Regions from separate parts of the Mus musculus genome. Here regions 2, 3 and 4 are each linked to region 1. Evidence: chromatin contacts called from public promoter capture Hi-C data. All regions are on one chromosome and are shown on one strand. Each heading gives the region's core, a stretch centred on a gene start, on an enhancer-like site or on the middle of the called end of the contact. The rest is flanking DNA. Distances are from core to core; before and after follow the strand shown.

Region 1 (2,976 bases), core at 151-2,650:
AGGGAGTGGCACTATTAGAAAATTTGGTCCTGTTGGAGTAGGTGTGGTCTTGTTGGAGTAGGTGTGTCACTGTGGGTGTGGGCTTTAAAACCATCATCCTAGCTGCCTAGAAGAGAGTTTTCTCCTAACAGCCTTCAGATGAAGTCGTAGAACTCTCAGCTCCTCCTGCACCATGTCTGCCTGGATGCTACCATGCTCCCAACCTTAATGATAATGGACTCAACCTCTGAACCTATAAGTCAGCCCCAATGAAATGTTGTCCTTATACAAGCTGCCTTGGTCATGGAGTCTGTTCACAGCAGTAAAATCCTAAGGCAGCCATAAATGCTTATGTGTATCAGGCTCATCATCTTATTTGGTTGACCGAAAATGATCTTAATAGAAAGATTCTTGCTTCTGTGCTATAATGTCTTGGTTTCCTTACTGTAAGGGCGAGAAGCTGACCTTTTCTTCAGAATGTTAGAAAGGTGGGGGTGAACAGGTGGTTTTGCAGCTTTTAGGGCTGGGGTTAGGAGGAGGCTTCTCTCTTCAACCACAGTTTCCTGGGACTCTTTAAAAGATTCGTCGACCCTCTGACATTTACATGCATTTTTGTGAAGAGTAAAAGGTTCAGACGGGCATTCTCAGTTTGTTAGACACTAGCCACGCGTGGCTATTTACATTTAAGCTCAACTATTGGCTTTGGACCGGCTCCATGTCAAGTATTCAGTGGCCATATAGAGAACATTTCCTTCGCTGTAGAAAGTTATATAATACAGACCATCACTAACTGGTATCATTATTTCGGATTTAATACGCTGATAGGATTTGAGACAGATAGTAGGTTTGTAAAAATGGCTTGCCAACATTCAGAAACGAAAGCTTTATATGATATCTCTGCTTCTTTTAGGAAGCCTTTCTGCCTCTCTCCCATAGGAGCTTGAAAGAACTTCTCCTTATTCACCCCGTCTCCTCCCACAGTCCTCTGGTGTTATCCCATGGATGTTAAGATTGCCTTCTCCCTAACCTAGGGGACCACGCCCATCCTGGCCTCCTTCCAGACTCAAGTGCTCTCCTAACCACAATGCAAATTGTTAACCGGACTTAAATGTTCATCTCTGGGCCAGCCTTGGGCTGAAGTTCGGGCTGTCAGCTGGAAGCTGAGTGGAAGCGCTGCTTTTCTAAAAGCGAAGACGAGCTATCACCCCAAAACATCTGTTGCATTTTCTCAAAGTACTTCTTTCCGGTCTTGCAGAGAACCCTCCAGTCCGCAACCCCCATCATCTGGACCCGCCCCTCGCAACGAGATAGCGGGGAGGGGCCGAAGCGAAACCGGAGCCCGGCGCCCACCACCCTGGCTGGCGACGTGGCTCCGCGGCCCCAGCCTCCCCCGGCGGCGCCGTGGCCAATGGGCGCGTGAGTGGGGCGGCCCGAGCCTCCTCGAGCCAGCCGGGCGCGCCCCTCGCTGGGGAGGGGACAGCGGCAGCGGCGCTGTGAGCCCCCACTGCCCCGCAGCCTCCCTTTGCTCGCGACCATGGCGCGCGGTGGCCGCTTGGGACTCGCCCTGGGGCTGCTGCTGGCGCTGGTGCTGGCGCTGCGGGCCAAGCCCACGGTGCGCAAGGAGCGCGTGGTTCGGCCGGACTCAGAGCTGGGCGAGCGGCCGCCCGAGGACAACCAGAGCTTCCAGTACGATCATGAGGCCTTCCTGGGCAAGGAGGACTCCAAGACCTTCGATCAGCTAAGCCCGGACGAGAGCAAGGAGAGGCTGGGGTGAGGCTGCGGCCCGGGCCGCCCGGGGACCACGCAGGGGCCCATGGCCACCTCAGAGGGAGCCACGCGGGACCACAAGCGCAAAGCGAAAGCGAAATCGCGCCAGTTGGTCTCAGGGGCGAGGCCAGAGCTGAGGCTCAGAGGCACAAAGTTGCCAGCGGGCGCTCAGACCCCCGTGTGGAGGTCGCCACCACACCCGGCCGGGATAGCTTCCCACAGGGAGGCGAGAACGTGGCAGAGGCCTCCGGAGCAGGGAGCGAGAGGGCCCGCCCCCTCATCTAGGTTTCAGCAGAAGTGACTGGAGTGAGCCAGAGTTTGTTGGCTGTGGCCTTTTAGTACCTGGTTCTTTCCCATAGTCCAGAGAGAGGCACTTGAGACTTGCTTAAAAACATCTCAAGATCAAACAAATGTGTAAGAGATGGAGAGGCTTGTTCTTGGCCTGTCTCTAAATCAGGCTGGATGTTCTTGTCCTCTGACCAGTCATCCCAGAAATCAGGTTTTTAAAGGGGCTCATTGGAGCAAGAGGTACAGAGCTGGAAACGGATTCTTTGGCCTCTGCTCCCAGCATTATGGGTGAAGAAGCACTCAGCTTTTTGGCAACTGATTGGGGGCGGAGGGGGCGAGAAAAAAAGAAAACCTGCAAAATGGCTATGGTGGGGCTTTGTGAGTTTAGCCTGGAATCAGGAAACAAACCCGGGCATCATCTCAGTACCCCTACCCTGGTGCCCAGGAGACACTTGACCGTTGTGCAGAGGGACTAGGAGCTAGTGAGGACCAGGTGAAGGCAGGGCTGTGGAGGAACACAGCCATCCTCCCTGTGGGCCACCAGAGCTTCCAGAACCTGCTCCTGGGGGAGGAGGATCTTCGAGTTCTGCTACAGTTGAAAAGAACACAGCCATCTCTGTTCGACAAAGGGGCCAGGGCATTCAGCAGGACAGGATTAATGATACCCATTGTGTAGGTGAATACCTGCCTGTTGTGATAAAAAAGACCTTTGGACTTCAAAGTCACCTCCAAACAGTGTCCTTTATTTGGTAGGGAAGCACTTTCTCTTCTTTTTTGGGACTTTTAACAATAGGGACCATTGATAAATTCACACCATTGTACTGCTCTGAGGCCTGGAGACTGATTTATTCTGGGGTCCCTGGTTGCAGCCATTCTGCATTATCTTAGAAAAGAGGAGGAGAAGGGAGTTATGAACTGGAAACACTTAGGCTTAGGGCCTCT
Region 2 (2,976 bases), core at 265-2,764, 580 kb after region 1:
GAGATTAACATAAAACTGGAAAGGTCTACTGCGTCCACACCTTCGAATTCATTTGTAAATTACCACTACTTTCTTTTCTTCCCCACCGGGGGACCAGGCTGCAAGAGTCACAGGTGCAGAAGGTTTTTCACTAAAAACAGCATAGAAACAAAAGAATGAAGGCGCCAGGAGGAAAACATAGTCTCAGAACAAAATCAGTCTCGGAGGGGATGGCAGATCTAATGGCAGGTATTACAGAAGTTTAGATAGTCACCAGAGATAGAGAGTATCAGCTCTATTAGGTCTTCCGTTACGCCTGTCTGATTGGCTTAAACCTTTGTGCTAGTCTTTATCTTGAGAGATCTCTTTGCTAAGCACGTGATAGGTGTTAAGCCAATATTGATTTTTTTTAAAAGGAGAGATAGTCATTAAATCTAAGCTTCACGGTTAGTTTTAACTTTCAACTTATGGATCACAAGCCAAACGATTCATATGATCCCTGAATTTCATTACTCATAAGGAGAAACAGTTCGGGTAGGCACGACCTCAAAGTCATCAAATTACTCACACCACACAGCTTAGAAGTCCGATAAGGCAATGTTTGGGTAGAGTCTTGCAGAGATTAAACATCTTGAGCAGAGAGCCCCAACAAAGTGCATAGTGAGTTCGAATGTATTGTAATTAAAGTCATCCAGATGGTAGTTGGACTAATCAATGATGAGGCGGTATTTATCTTGGGATAGAAGATTCTGAACTCCAGAGTAAGAAAATCCCCAAGGTGGGGGGTGGGGACAGTTAATAAGTGCCCCTGGGAAAGGCCCATTCAGCTAGGGCTGCAAAATTCGTTTGAATTTGAATCAATTTGAATAGAAATCTCCCCCAGGAAGCAGGAACCAGATCCTCTAAGCCCAGCAAACTTTGGGCAGGAAGCGAGTACTGCAAAGCAACAGTCCCTTGTCTGTGGTTTGGGGCGCAGAGAAAGAAATCACAAGCGGGAATCGAGTGTTTGAGTTCCTTCAAAGAACCCGGGAGCGCAGAGTAACGAACTCCAGGCACAGTGCTGGCAAGCCCTCTCCTGTCCGCACCCATGCGGGTGCTCCGGCGCGTAGGCCTTCTCTTCACCGCTAGGGCGTCCACGGAGCAGCCCTCGTCCGGCCCGGCTCCCGAATCCGCAGCCAGCAGCGCGGGGCGCCGAGGGGGGCGGGGCGACGAGCGGGCGGAGGGCGCGGGAGGTGCATCCTGGGAAATCCAACAACATGGGGCGCCCGGGCTGCGGGCGCTGTGGCCGCCTCGCGTCCCGGCCGCAGGCGCCGCCGCTCTCCTGACGTCCGAGCCGAGGCCCGCCCGCCGCAGCCCGGTTCCCCCGCCCAGGCGCCCCCGCCCCCCGGCCGCGCCATGTGAGGGGCAGCTCCCGCCACCGCCTCTTCCTCCCCGCGCCTCCCGCCCGCCCCCGCCGCCTCAGCCCCCGCCATGGACGCGCACTACGCGCCCGCGGGCTTCGCTGAGCCTCCCGCGCCCCCCGCCAGCGCCGCCACGCAGCCCGCTGCCCCCGCCTGGGCCTACGAAGCCCGGGTCCCGGCCGCCGCCTCCAGCCCCAGCTGCAGCGGCAGCAGTCCCAGCCTCAAGGCCAGGTAGAGAGGGTGGGCGCGGGGTCTCACTGGGCCAGGAAAGGCCGCGGATGCGCCGGGGCCTGTGCCCGCCCCTCTCGGGGGCCCAGGCCGGGTGGGGAGCCTTCGAGGCGCCCTTCTTTGCTCCCGGGAGAGGCGGTGGACAACTCCTGGCGGGTGGTCCCGGCTGGGAGGGGGCGCATGGTGCAGGATTCGCTCCTGGGGCGGGTCGGGGCGTGGGGCAGAAAGGGAAGGTTGGGTGGGATGGAGGGGCGCAGTCACCTCTCGGTGCTGGACTCCCACATGGTAAAGTTTAAGCTCCGGGCTGACCTCGGTATCTGGGGAACCGGGACTGACTCCGCGGGGAGGCCTAAAGGGGCGCCGCGGAGTCCTGGGCAGTGACATTCCATTGTATTGGAATCTGGGTGGCCGACAATGTGGTGTTGGGGGCTTCGGCAGTGTGAAGGTGAGGGCGGTGGCAGGGCATGACGAGGAGCGGGGCCGTGTCGCTGACACTGGGGGTCCTGGGATGACTGGGCTGCAAGAGAACCCCCAGGGCGGGACACGAATGCAAAGCAGGGGCTGGGTGACATATGTTTATAGTGATGTAGTGTTCCACGCGTTCAAAGTTGCTTTTGGGTTTCCTCTGCTTTTAACAACGGCAGGAAGTCAAGATTCCCTCTTGGCTTTCAGTGTCTGGGGGTGACTGAGTTTTGGGAAGCGTTGAGGGCTGGTGGTCAAAGAAGGCTCTAGAGGTCGAAGACCCAAAGCATGCTTCTCCGTCTCCACTTCATTGTATAGTGCGGCTCTCCAGCATGGGCAGTAGACCCCAAAATGGGGACTCCTGTTTGCTATTTAAGCTCGCGAGAAATGTGTAGCAGTACTACACTTTGAAATGGTCACATTCGAATGATAACTGGAAGGCGTGGTCTGGCTTTGGGAGCGGGGTACTTTTTAAAAACCGCCTCCCCTAAACAATACTCGATCTAGTAGGTATAGCTTCTGACCCAAGAACAGGGAAATCCTGGCTGGTAATGACTTCATCCTCAGCTACCAACAGGAAGCCTTGTACCTATGTGATCTCACCAGGTTTCTAAACGATTTAAACGACACGAGTGAACTTTTTATTTCACTTTACACATTCTAATTACCTTTGTTTTTATGAAAGTGCCGCATTCATGATTTAGAATAGATGTGTAAAGAATTAACTAGTCTTTGTCTTAGATAGTCTCGGAGTTATTATGAAAGAAAGAAAAATAATAATGCTTCAATAAAAGAGTAATTATAAACCTCAGAAAAATCTTTTGTTTAAAAAGAGCCCGGATTTTTAAAAAGAAAGTGATTTTTCCAGTTTCGAGCTAACTGGAGACGCTGAGGTCTTACAGAAATA
Region 3 (2,976 bases), core at 347-2,846, 550 kb after region 1:
TTTGGAGGCAGAGGCAGGCAGATCTCTGAGTTAGAGGCCAGCCTGGTCTGCATAATGAACAGCCAGGGCTAACAGAGAAACCCTATCTTGAACACACACACACACACACACACACACACACACACACACACACTAAATAAAAGTGAGAAGCATTTCTACTTAACAATAAATAGCTGCCACCTAACAAAATGTACTGAATATAATAACCAGGAGAGGCTTTTTCTGCGTACTGGAAAGGAAGTAACGAAATCTGCCCTTGCCCTAGTAGAACTTGACAGTCTACATTGTTAGATACAGATCTCAGAAAGACTCAGTTCTCCCAAAAGCAAAATGGTGTTTATCCCTCTCTTCCCAGGGCTTCCAGCCACAGGTTGTCTAAATGAGGGAGCAGGAGAATGGGTCTCCTGAGAGATACTTCCGATTCCTGTGCTCAACCATAAGGTATTTCTAGCTTCTCCACAGTCTGATCTCCACTGCTTAAGTAAGGTGAAAGAGCAGACTCCATTTTCCAGACCGCTTAAGCCTCTAGGGCGTGGGGCATGGATAGTGTTTGGAAGGAAACAAAAACAACGTCTGCAAAACATATGGAAATTCTTACTTGAATCCATTAATCAGAATAAAATAGATAATAGCCTTTCAGGGAAGAAAACAAATTTGGTGAAAAGTGAATTAACTGGAGACTAGAAAGGAGTGGGAATGCCATTTCACTGTGCTCTGTTTCAACTGTATGAAGTTCCAGGCTACTCTGGCCAAAGAGCAAAATTTAAATAGCGTTCCCAAGAGTAACAGCGCATGCTGTTTGGACATGAAGAGTGTGGTGAGACACTGTTCTCCTATCTTCTCACACCTCGAGCTCTGGGCCTCTTGAATTATTTTTAATTATATCTCTCACACAACATTTTTAAATAGAGAAATTTTCAAAATTTAACTTCATCTCATGACAATTAAGGGTGCTTATGCTCTTGCTGTTTCAAAAAAAAAAAAAGAAAAAAGAAAAAAACTCAACGAAAAGTTCAAGATCTAAGATTATTTGTTCAAGAAGGATGAACTTTTTAGCTGTCTGGGTATATGGGTAGCTACGGCCAAAGATATCTAATAAAAGCAGAAATATTCTGAGAACAAACACAATTTGTCACATTTTGTTTAAATTTACATACCGACACTAACCTAGTAGTATGGAAGATATTAAGCATCACAAGTATTCATCCACTGGAGGCTTATTAGTTAGCAGAGTGATGATATCATCACATGTCAAACAGCTTCTGGAAATTTCCACTGTAAACCCAAGGAGGGAAAGAATGAAAGTAAAAGAGGTGAAACCTTGCATTGTTGTCGTGGAAACAATTTTGACTCGGGGACATATTTGAAAGTATTTTTGTAGACAACCCAGACCTGGTGAAATACATCTGAGAACTTTGTAATTGCTATTAATTGATTTTTGGTCATGTGACAATGCAAATCACTAACAAAGTATATTTTCTCGGATGAATGCTATGTTCTCATCCCTGGACCACCCTGCGAGAACAGCTGACCGAAGGTAACCTCGGGAGGGCGCTCTGATAGGCCGCCAAAGTGTGAGCGTCCGGGTCTCAGTCGAGAAGGGCTGGGGACCGAGAGCGGGAGGTGGAGCGCTGCCAGGTGACCTCCTCGTCCGGTAGCGGTGGGAGTGGCTCCAGCACACAAGCTGGGCCCCGTGCGGCGCACGTTCCCCGAGCGCCCCTGCGCGGATCCTGGGCGCCTCTTTTGCGTCCTGGTGTCGCCTTGGAGCCGCGAAGAGCTAGGCTCCGACTGTCGCCGAGATCCAGAGGCGTCCGCGACTCAGGGCCAGGCCACCTCTCGGGCCAAGCGGATAACTCGGTTCCCGCCCAGGGGCTGCTGGAACATGCGCCCGGGGACACAGGTGCGGCGACCAGCGGCGAGGCGGGGCGGGGAGGAGTGGGAGAGTCATCCAGAGACGATGTCTCGACAGTGGCATTCCAGCACCTAGCTGCCTGTCAGCGTGGGCGAGAGTCGCGTCTGCCTGGGCCAGTGTCCGAACTCTCCTCCGCAGCTTCCCGGGAGTACCTTTTGTTCCCAGGCGCTCCGGAGGTGCCACCTGCCCGGAGCGCCTTGGGTCCCATAGATTAAGAGCGACCCGTGGGGTGCAACAGGTCGTTGTTGACTCAGTTCCGACTAAAACCCAACAGGCTGAGACTTGGCCTGCTTCTTTTCTTTTCTTTTAATGTCGTTGTCACTTTTGTTTTAGTTTGTTTGACAGTTGCTAGACTATGTTTCCACTTCTGATCGTACTCAGCCAGCTGCCCAGACTTACCCTCGCAGTTCCTCATTGTATCAGAAGCCTAAAGGATTCCGAACATGCCCCAGAAGAAGGTAAGCAAGCATGGCTGCCGATTGGGGGAAAACACTTCTGAAACCAGTTGCGGTCTACTGTGTAGATCTCAAGCCAAAGTGTGGTAGGGGGAATTACACGCCCCCGTGAACCACAGTGCAACAGCATATCCTATGTTTTAATTTGTGGCTTTCTTGTTTAGAGTTGTGGGTTTTTAACTATAATATGTACAAACGTATCTCCCTTAGTAAACAGATGTTTAACACCTGGTTTGTGGTTGACTAAATTGAAAGCCTTTTTCGAAGTCCGAAAGTCAGTGAGTTGTCGTTTCCTAGATGAAGCTGTGTGTTAGTTATAAAGAGGAAGGCTGCTTCTTGGAAGACTGACAGGGAGGCCAGACTCTTGTCAGGACTTGTTTGTGCACCGCTGGGAGTCCCCATATAGACAAGTGCTCTACCGCTGAGCCACATCCTGTCCCCTAGTCTGGATTTGTGAGATCCAGAGCAAGGGCTGGAAGGTAGGATGACCCTTCTGGTCATTGTTCCAAACGTTGTGTAGATAAAGGCAGATGCTTGAGAGATTAAGTGTAGTTTGCTGGCCCAGGATTTTCGGTTACAGGTCACAAATTGGTTCCTGCTTCCATTTAA
Region 4 (2,976 bases), core at 120-2,619, 510 kb after region 1:
CAGACACCAGAAGAGGGCATCAGATCTCATTGCAGATGGTTGTGAGCCACCATGTGGTTGCTGGGATTTGAACTCTGGGACCCTTGGAAGAGCAGTCAGTGCTCTTAACCGCTGAGCCATCTCTCCAGCCCCCAATGAATGACTCTTAAGGGACTCCACATGGTTGAAACAGAAGGTAGCAATTAAATACAGGATCCCATAAATTCTTTGACAGTTCACACTCACTTTTTTTGAAAATTCTACATGAGGTAGAAGATCGGAATTATGTATGAATAATTTAAGCCCATAATTCAATTCAGCATTATAGGGATTAAGAAGACAGTTTTTTGTTTTGTTGTGTGTTTTTTTTTTTTTTTTTTGTTTTGGTTTGGTTTGGTTTTGGTTGGGCGGGGATGTAATTTTTGTTTGTTGTTATTTTTCAAGACAGGGTTTCTGTATAGCCCTGGCTGTCCTCGAACTAAGCCTTTAAACCAGGCTGGCCTGGAACATACATCCACCTGCCTCTGCCTCCAGAGTGCTGGGATTAAAGATGTTTGCCACCACTGCTTGGCTGAAGACAGAAATTTTATTCCCAGCAAATTTCCAATTAAATCTGTCTGTAAAAAACACACATGAAGAATAAATAATACTGTCAAATTCCTGCATTCTGAGGCTCAGGCAGGAGGATAAAAGATTTGGACGTCCTCCTGCATTACATACAAATCAAGACCTTAACTCAAAATCTGACAGAATAAAATTACCAGAAGAAATACGGAAAATCTAAAAATTTCTTTGAATATTTACATACTTCCATGATTTATAATTTTTGCCCTATACTTGAACTGTTCTGTAAAGTAATACCCACCAATTTACTAAGTTTTTTAAATGTGACAAAATGCCAGGCAGTGGTGGCGCACTCCTTTAATCCCAGCATTTGGGAGGCAGAGGCAGGAGGATTTCTGAGTTCGAAGCCAGCCTGGTCTACAGAGTGAGTTCCAGGACAGCCAGGACTACACAGAGAAACCCTGTCTCTGAGCAGTCGACTCCGTCAAAACTTTTGACAAGGGTGTCCAACATTATAACACTGTATTCATAACGTAAACGTGGGTCAAACAAAAGCAAGCACCCTAAAGCACACAACCCTATTAAGAAAACGCAAGCATCGTATTACCAACCAGCAGACCTGATGGGTGGCGGCCGAGGTGGAAGTCTAGACCCACCTGAAGGAGACTTGAGGGCGACCAGGCCTGGGGAAGTCAGCACGAGGATTTGGTGGGACACCTGAGGTCCAGGGCGACCTTGGTAAGAAACTGGGTGAAAATATTAGAGCGACCTCAAACAGCGCTCAACGCAATGCCTGATTTACCTCAGCGAAGACCGCTCAGTGCTCAGCACTTCCGGGTCATCTTCCCCTACCCAAAGGCGCTTCCGGTTTTCAGTCCGCATTTGTGCGGCTACATTTAAGGAATTGGAGCGGACGTATGTTAGTTTTTCTTTTTCAAGACAGGGCTCTTCTTTGTAGCCCTGTTTGTTATGAAACTCACTCTGCAGACCAGGCTGGCCTCGAAAACGGAGATCTGCCTACCTCTGCCTCCTGAGCGCTGGGAAGACCACCACTGCCGCCCTGCGTATTATTTGGAGGCGGGGGAGGGGTGTTGGGACAGTGTCTTACTATGTAGCCTTGGCTACCTGAAACTCACAGAGATCCGCCTACCTGTACCTACATCCAAAGTGCTGGAATTAAAGGACTATGCCACCATGTTCTGTTATGTTCATTTTAAATAGTCTTTGGAACAATTTAAAAGCAAACAATAACAAAAAAATACCAACCAGTGTTATTGATTAGGAACAACGAACGCTGTAAGAATAAGAAGGAGGAGGTGCCTATCCATTTAATACCTTATGATTTTGGATGTTTGATGTTCATGAATATGTTATTCATCAAGAAGACAATGTAGTTTTTTGTTTATTTGTTTTTTAAGCGAAATATTACATAGAAAAGGAAATGTAGGGAGCAACAAGATGGCTCTGCAGGTGAAGTCACCTGCTACCAGACCTGACGACCTCTTAGTTCTATCACTCGTTGTCCTCTTATCGCTTCCTGTGCCAGGGAGAAGGGAACAGGAAACAGGGAGGGGGTAGAAGAAGAGAAGGGATGGGGGAAGGAGAGACAGAGATAATTTTTAACTTTAGAGAAAAAGAAATTCTAATCTTATTGATTGCACCTCTTCTCTATTCTGAAACCTAACACGATGGTTCACAGGTGAGAACTCATTCCATACAACTATTAATACAGTATGTTCCAGGCCTACAGAGCTTATCCATGCTACCAAAATCTGAAAGGACTCTGACATGCATAGGGTACACAAATACACATACAAGTCAAAACGCTTATATACACAAAATAATACCAAAAAAACCTGCTTTGTAAAGCTCTCTGTTTCACATTGCTATCAAATCTAGAAGTGTTTGGCTGTTACCATCCTCTTCTAATAATTCCTATCCACATTTCTCCAGGTTATCTCCAGGATCCCAGGCCTGAGTGTTGTAAGCTAGCTTCCTGTTCTCTAAGCTTTACATTTTCAAATTAGGACTATGTGTACTTGCCTTAAACTCTGTTTGATTTTTTTTTTTCTTTTAGTCAATCAGAGAACACAGAAAACAACTATCCTCATAGCTTCTCAAGGAATTATAAGTCAAAGTAAAAAGTTATAACATGGGATAACTGTATTTTTTTCAGTCATTCAGACCTGATAAATAAGTATAATTATTCCTGCTGCAAGGAATATTTTAATAGCTTGATGTTAGCTAGTAATGCCAACAAGGAAGCTTGCTAGTCATTGTTTTTTTTTAACTTACTTATTATTATAAATAAGTACACTGTACCTGTCTTTAGACACACCAGAAGAGGGCATCAGATCTCATTATGGTGGTTGTGAGCCAGCCCCACTAGTTATTATTAAAACAGTTCTCTGCTTTATTTTTCTTTGTGTCTCA

Evidence for each region. Promoter capture Hi-C pulls out the DNA fragments that hold promoters and counts their contacts.
Region 2: a promoter capture Hi-C map of pre-B cells shows a contact between it and region 1, with 4 times the contacts expected there. The contact joins the promoter of Qser1 here to the promoter of Rcn1 in region 1. A contact is called at or near these places in 10 of 39 promoter capture datasets (the 3T3-L1 cell line, the HPC-7 cell line, cranial neural crest and 5 more), 2 of 484 Hi-C or Micro-C datasets (LSK cells and embryonic stem cells) and 1 of 115 datasets of contacts at active chromatin or transcription factors (memory CD8 T cells).
Region 3: a promoter capture Hi-C map of hippocampal neurons shows a contact between it and region 1, with 4 times the contacts expected there. The contact joins the promoter of Prrg4 here to the promoter of Rcn1 in region 1. A contact is called at or near these places in 12 of 39 promoter capture datasets (the 3T3-L1 cell line, 3T3-L1-derived adipocytes, the HPC-7 cell line and 7 more), 1 of 484 Hi-C or Micro-C datasets (adipose-derived mesenchymal stem cells) and 3 of 115 datasets of contacts at active chromatin or transcription factors (the 230-238 cell line, embryonic stem cells and memory CD8 T cells).
Region 4: a promoter capture Hi-C map of hippocampal neurons shows a contact between it and region 1, with 5 times the contacts expected there. The contact joins the promoter of Ccdc73 here to the promoter of Rcn1 in region 1. A contact is called at or near these places in 1 of 39 promoter capture datasets (hippocampal neurons) and 1 of 115 datasets of contacts at active chromatin or transcription factors (epiblast stem cells).

What each region holds. Positions count from the first base shown.
Region 1 is chr2:105,397,743-105,400,718 of GRCm38.p6, reverse strand. Rcn1 (reticulocalbin 1) reads left to right here and starts at 1,400. Exons shown (of 6, transcript NM_009037.2): 1 at 1,400-1,749. The coding sequence starts at 1,514.
Region 2 is chr2:104,815,234-104,818,209 of GRCm38.p6, reverse strand. Qser1 (glutamine and serine rich 1) reads left to right here and starts at 1,514. Exons shown (of 12, transcript NM_001123327.2): 1 at 1,514-1,610. It overlaps 2310047K21Rik (a long non-coding RNA gene), which reads right to left and starts at 1,288. Exons shown (of 3, transcript XR_003953885.1): 1 at 1-1,288.
Region 3 is chr2:104,848,470-104,851,445 of GRCm38.p6, reverse strand. It overlaps Prrg4 (proline rich Gla (G-carboxyglutamic acid) 4 (transmembrane)), which reads left to right and starts at 1,596. Exons shown (of 6, transcript NM_178695.5): 1 at 1,596-1,900; 2 at 2,246-2,370. The coding sequence starts at 2,268.
Region 4 is chr2:104,884,717-104,887,692 of GRCm38.p6, reverse strand. It overlaps Ccdc73 (coiled-coil domain containing 73), which reads right to left and starts at 1,369. Exons shown (of 18, transcript NM_177600.4): 1 at 1,200-1,369.